Regions from separate parts of the Canis lupus genome. Here region 2 is linked to region 1. Evidence: chromatin contacts called from public Hi-C data. All regions are on one chromosome and are shown on one strand. The core of a region is the stretch at or near the end of the contact, and the rest is flanking DNA. Distances in the headings are between cores, read along the strand shown. Region 1 holds the start of BCL2L11 (bcl-2-like protein 11). Region 2 holds the start of TMEM87B (transmembrane protein 87B).

Region 1 (2,551 bases), core at 15-2,514:
GAGAGGTAGGGGCCCCAGGCCTGAGCTGAGGAGGCCTCTCAGCAGGCTGCAATTGTCCACCTTCTCTGTCACACTCAGAACTTACATCTGAAGGTTGCTTTGCCATTTGGTCTTTTTTTCTGCAAATAAAGCAAAAACTAAGATTATCTTAAGCAAAATAATAATTACAACAAGTAAATTTAGCTAACTTTTGCGGATTCCTCCAAAGCTTTTAGAACAGCAAATACTTTAAGTTGTTGGTTCATACACTTCTCTGAGGATCTTCCAAATAAGAATAAAAACACACCTAAAATAACAAAGGTACCTCTATCTTTGCGGGGGGAGGGGAGGGGGTGGGACTAAACTTCCTGCCACCAAACAAAACACAATTACAAGGTCAATGTGAAACTGGTGCTGTCTCACACTCACACACTCATACACACACACATGTTTCAGAAGCCGCTTGTGTTAAGTGTATTCACATGCACTCTTTGCTCAGGGCCGACTTGAATAAGTCGGAAACTCCCAGCAGGCTCCGATTTCCCGGGATCAGATACCGCGCTGGAGCACAGGAGCGGGCGCAGATGCAGCGATTGCAGGCGGCTGGCCGCGTTCCCCACTCCGGCCCCATTGTTCTGCCGAAAGTGCTGAGGGCAGCAAGTCTGGGGAAGGTTTGGCAAGGGCCGGCAGTCGTAGTAAGTGCGTCACAATAGAGTTTGTAACTCGGAGCGCGGCTCGGCCGGGGCTCGGGCGCTCCCCGCCCGCGGTCCCTCCCGCTCCCCGCCCGCGCGCCCCTCCTCCCGCAGGGGGCAGCGCGCCGCGCGGAGCCCGACGCAACTTCTCCGGACGAACCCGCACAGTGGGGTGCACACCTCCAAGTGGGGGGCAGTGACCCCCGAAGCCGTCCCCGGGCGCCCCCTGCAAAGTGCCCAAGTAACTCCGCACACTAGGCTCCCCGGGCGCGCGGCCCCTGCGTCCCACCGACCCTGCCCTGTGGAGGTATTCGGGCCGAAACTCACGTCCGCCCCTTCCCTTCCGATCGTCGCGTCCGGGCCCGGGCCCCGCGGCGTCCCGCCCGCGTCCTTCGCCGACCCGGAGCCCCCTGACCGTCAGCACGAAGGGAGCGCGGGAGACAAAGCCCGGGACTCGCGTTCAGAGCCCCCGGGGCCGCGCAGAGCCCACCACCGGCCGCCCGCCCGCCGCCGCCGCGCTCCGCCGGGCAGCCCAGGGCTCCCCGCGCCGCGCCTCTGGCCCGCGCTGCCCCGGCCGCCGCCGCCGGGAACATCCTCCGCCTCCTCCCGCTCCTCCCCTCGCGCACTGCGCCCGCCGCCGCCGGCACCGCCGACCTCCCCGCGCCGCTGGCGCCGGGTGCCCGCGCTCCCAATTGGCCCGCGCGCGCTCGCTCCCCGCCGCAGCCAATAGCCGCCGCCCGCGGGGGCGGCGCCTACGGGCCAGGCCGCCAAAGGCGAGGCGATTGTTGACAAACTCGCCTCCGAAGGCTGCCCCGGCCCCGGCCCCGGCGGCCGCGGCGGGAGTCCCGGCGACCCGAGCTGCCCAGGTGCCCCCCAGCCCGCCCCGCCTGTGCCCGTCCGGGGGCCGCGCGAGCCTCCGGGTTCCCGCCGCGCCAGGCCGGTCACCTGGAGACAAAGCAGGAGCCTCGCGCTCTCCGCACCCGCAGAGCCGACCTCGGACCCCAGTCCTTGCCGCTGGCCGCCGACCCCCGCCCGGGCCGGCTGGCCGAAGACCCCAAAGGCCGCCCCTTCCCCTAGCCGGGGCACCCACCGTCCTCCACAAATTCCTCCCTCTTCTTCCCCGAGCGCGGCGCGTACGCTCCAAATCCAAGCCGCCGCCACTGGCCACGGGCACGCATGTCCGCGCGCACCCGTGAGCGCGGCAGACAACGAACACATCCACGCCCCGGTCTCCCGCGGCCGGCGGGTCTTCCGCCACGAGCTCGGACACCGAGTAACAGGCCCCCGAGGGCACCGCACCGCCCGGCGCACTGCGAGGGAGTGGGGGTGCCCCACGCACGGAGCAGGTCCTGCGGCCCGAGGCTCGCCCATCGCGTGGCGCCGGCGATCGGCGGCCCTCGGCCCCTCGCCGTCGGGATCGTGCGGCTGCTGGTGTCTGCGGCGCAGCCGCGGCCCGGGCAGGGCAGGGCGCCCCCAGGCACGTCCAGAAGAGCGCGAACGCTGCAGCCGCCCTGAAACCTCCGCCTCAACCGGTGCAAGGAAAAAGCCGAGGCTCGCCAGTGAAAGAACCGCCGCAGTTCCGCAAATCCTCCGCAACGGGCCCGAGCACGCGAGGACAGCCAAGCCGCCAGACCAGCTCCGACGGCGCGGCCGCTACCTGGGGAATGGGGGGTGGGGGGTGGGGAGGGAGTCTCGGGACAGGGCGGCGACACTTGCCGGCCGGCCGCGCAGCCTAGTACCCAGGAGCGGGGCCGCAGCTCCCGGGACAGCGCCGAGAGCGCGCGCTGCCTTTCCCCGCCGGCCCCGAGAAGCTTCTCCGCTCCCTGGCGCGCGGAATCCCCGGCCCGAGGCGCACTTCGGCCGAGCGCCCCGAGCTCTGC
Region 2 (2,551 bases), core at 32-2,531, 840 kb before region 1:
ATAATAGAGAAGTGCATGCTATATCACTGATGCATAGAATGGGACACCAAAACCCAGAAGAATCCTAGAAGAAATGGTAGCGCTGGGTCTTAAAAATTCAGAATGAGACCTTATCTTCCTTCCTGTATAGCTTCTACGTTGTAGGAAGTTATCTGCAGCCTCCGGTACTAAATTTTTCTCCTTAAGTCAAAATATAAGTTTTGCTCTTAGAACTCAAACGTCATTTTAATGCATGTGGAAAATATTCATCTCAAAACACAGCTGGATGAATAATCTGACTAGAAAAGCAGGAGATAAGGCCTCTTCCCGATTTCCCGTTCCTCTTTAACAAGACTTTCCAAAATTCAACTCCGGCATCGCTCCTACATCATCTCCTGTAACTATCGGATGCCAAGTTCTCAAATGGCTTGTCCTAGGAGGGAAGTTTACACACCGTCGTGCCTCCAAGACTAGCCTCTCAAACACTCCTTAATCACGTGTCCCACCTCATCTCCACACACACATTCCCGCAACTGTGACAGGAGCCCTAGAGAAATTCAGGAACCCCAGAAGAGCGAACGAGGGGTGGGGGTGGCAGATTTCCTCCCCATTTAAAGGAAAAAGAAAAAAAAAAAAGTGGCATATGCGCTTTAGGTGTATGCTGAGAGCGAAGCCTGGCAAAGTCCTTTCTGTGGCCTCACGGGTGTGGCCCTGCGGCTGCACCCGAAACCCCAGGTAAGGTCAAACGGCCCAGACGCCGGCCCGACCGAGCGCCAAGGGATCGAGCCAGGGGGCGTCAGGGCGCCGCGACGGGCCAGCACTTGGGGAAAGGCGATTCTGGAATTTAGAACGGTACCGGCGCTCGGGAGGGAGAGCCGTCCCCGCGCACGAGCCTGTGAGGGCGAGCCTTCCCGCCGCCCAGGTCGGGCCGGAGGGGGGCTCTCCTCGTCGCTGGCGGACGAGAGGCTCAGCGAGCGTGTCAGGTGCCCCGGCCGGGCCCGGCAAAGACCAGATGAACAAGTCCGGGGCCAGGCCCGGGGTCCGAGCGAGCTCCGCGCGGACCCTGAGGGCCCGAGACGCGCCACGCCTCGGTCTCCACACTCCACTTACGTCGTCGACCGTCGCTGCCCAGAGCCCGAGCTCCGGGACGGCGCTCACAACCGCCGGGGCCCAGCACGAGAGGCAGAGGGCGACGTGAAGCAGCGGAGCCGCGGCAGGAAGGCGGCGGCCGGACACCAGCCGGGCCCCGATGCGGCAGGCGGCGGCCATCTTGACGCGGAAGCCGCACCTGGCGCTCCAAGGCGCCCGCCACGCCCCGCGTCCGCACCTGGTGCAGCTCCGCCTCCGGGAGGCGGGTTCGCGTCGGTGACGGGGCTCACGCTGGGAGGTGGACTGGAGGTTTCGGCTTGGGCGAGGAGGTGCGGCTCGGGCCCCACAAGCGGGGTTCAGGCCCGGGCCCCGGCGTGGAGCTAAAGAAGCCAGAGCGCGGCTCGGAGGGGTGGGCGGGTCAGAGCGTAGAGGCGGGCCTCGGGGCTGGGCCGGAGCGGGAGGGAGGGGCGGGGCCAGATTGGGGGCGGGACCGGGGAGAGGCGGGCTCGGGGCGGGGCCTCCGGAGTGGAAGGGGCGGGGCCAGATTGGGGGCGGGGCCGGGGAGAGGCGGGCCTCGGGGCTAGGCCGGAGCGGGAGGGAGGGGCGGGGCCAGATTGGGGGCGGGGCCGGGGGAGAGGCGGGCCTCGGGGCTAGGCCGGAGCGGGAGGGAGGGGCGGGGCCAGATTGGGGGCGGGGCCGGGGGAGAGGCGGGCTCGGGGCGGGGCCTCCGGAGTGGGAGGGGCGGGCCGGGAGGCGGGGCCAGCCTGAGGCGGAAAACTCAGGTCCAGATTGCTCAGTGTCCTGTGGTTCGATGCTTAGAGGAGAGTATGGGATGGTTTCGTGTGAAAGTTCTGCTCTTATTAAACTCAACAGCAAAGAAACAACAATCCAATCATGAAATGGGCAAAAACATGACAGAAATCTCACAGAGGAAGACATAGACATGGCCAACACGCACATGAGAAAATGCTCCGCATCACTGGCCATCAGGGAAATACAAATCAAAACCACAATGAGATACCACCTCACAGCAGTGAGAATGGGGAACATTAACAAGACAGGAAACCACAAATGTTGGAGAGGATGTGGAGAAAGGGGAACCCTCTTGCACTGTTGGTGGGAATGTGAGCTGGTGCAGCCACTCTGGAAAACTGTGTGGAGGTTCCTCAAAGAGTTAAAAATAGAGCTGCCCTACGACCCAGCAATTGCACTGCTGGGGACTTACCCCAAAGATACAGATGCAACGAAACGCCGGGACACCCGCACCCCGATGTTTCTAGCAGCAATGTCCACAATAGCCAAACTGGAAGGAGCCTCGGTGTCCATCGAAAGATGAATGGATAAAGATGTGGTCTATGTATACAATGGAATATTACTCAGCCATTAGAAACAACAAATACCCACCATTTGCTTCAACGTGGATGGAACTGGAGGGTATTATGCTGAGTGAAGTAAGTCAATCGGAGAAGGACAAACATTGTAT

What was found. Hi-C and Micro-C count contacts between places; a contact is called where the count stands out from the background.
Region 2: a Hi-C map of blood shows a contact between it and region 1, with 4 times the contacts expected there. The contact joins the promoter of TMEM87B here to the promoter of BCL2L11 in region 1. A contact is called at or near these places in 2 of 9 Hi-C or Micro-C datasets (both in blood).

What each region holds. Positions count from the first base shown.
Region 1 is chr17:35,800,553-35,803,103 of UU_Cfam_GSD_1.0, reverse strand. BCL2L11 (bcl-2-like protein 11) reads right to left here and starts at 1,264. Exons shown (of 7, transcript XR_005372402.1): 1 at 999-1,264; 2 at 1-119. It overlaps LOC111090605 (a long non-coding RNA gene), which reads left to right and starts at 822. Exons shown (of 3, transcript XR_005372405.1): 1 at 822-978.
Region 2 is chr17:36,642,802-36,645,352 of UU_Cfam_GSD_1.0, reverse strand. TMEM87B (transmembrane protein 87B) reads right to left here and starts at 1,281. Exons shown (of 20, transcript XM_038561452.1): 1 at 1,090-1,281. The coding sequence starts at 1,248.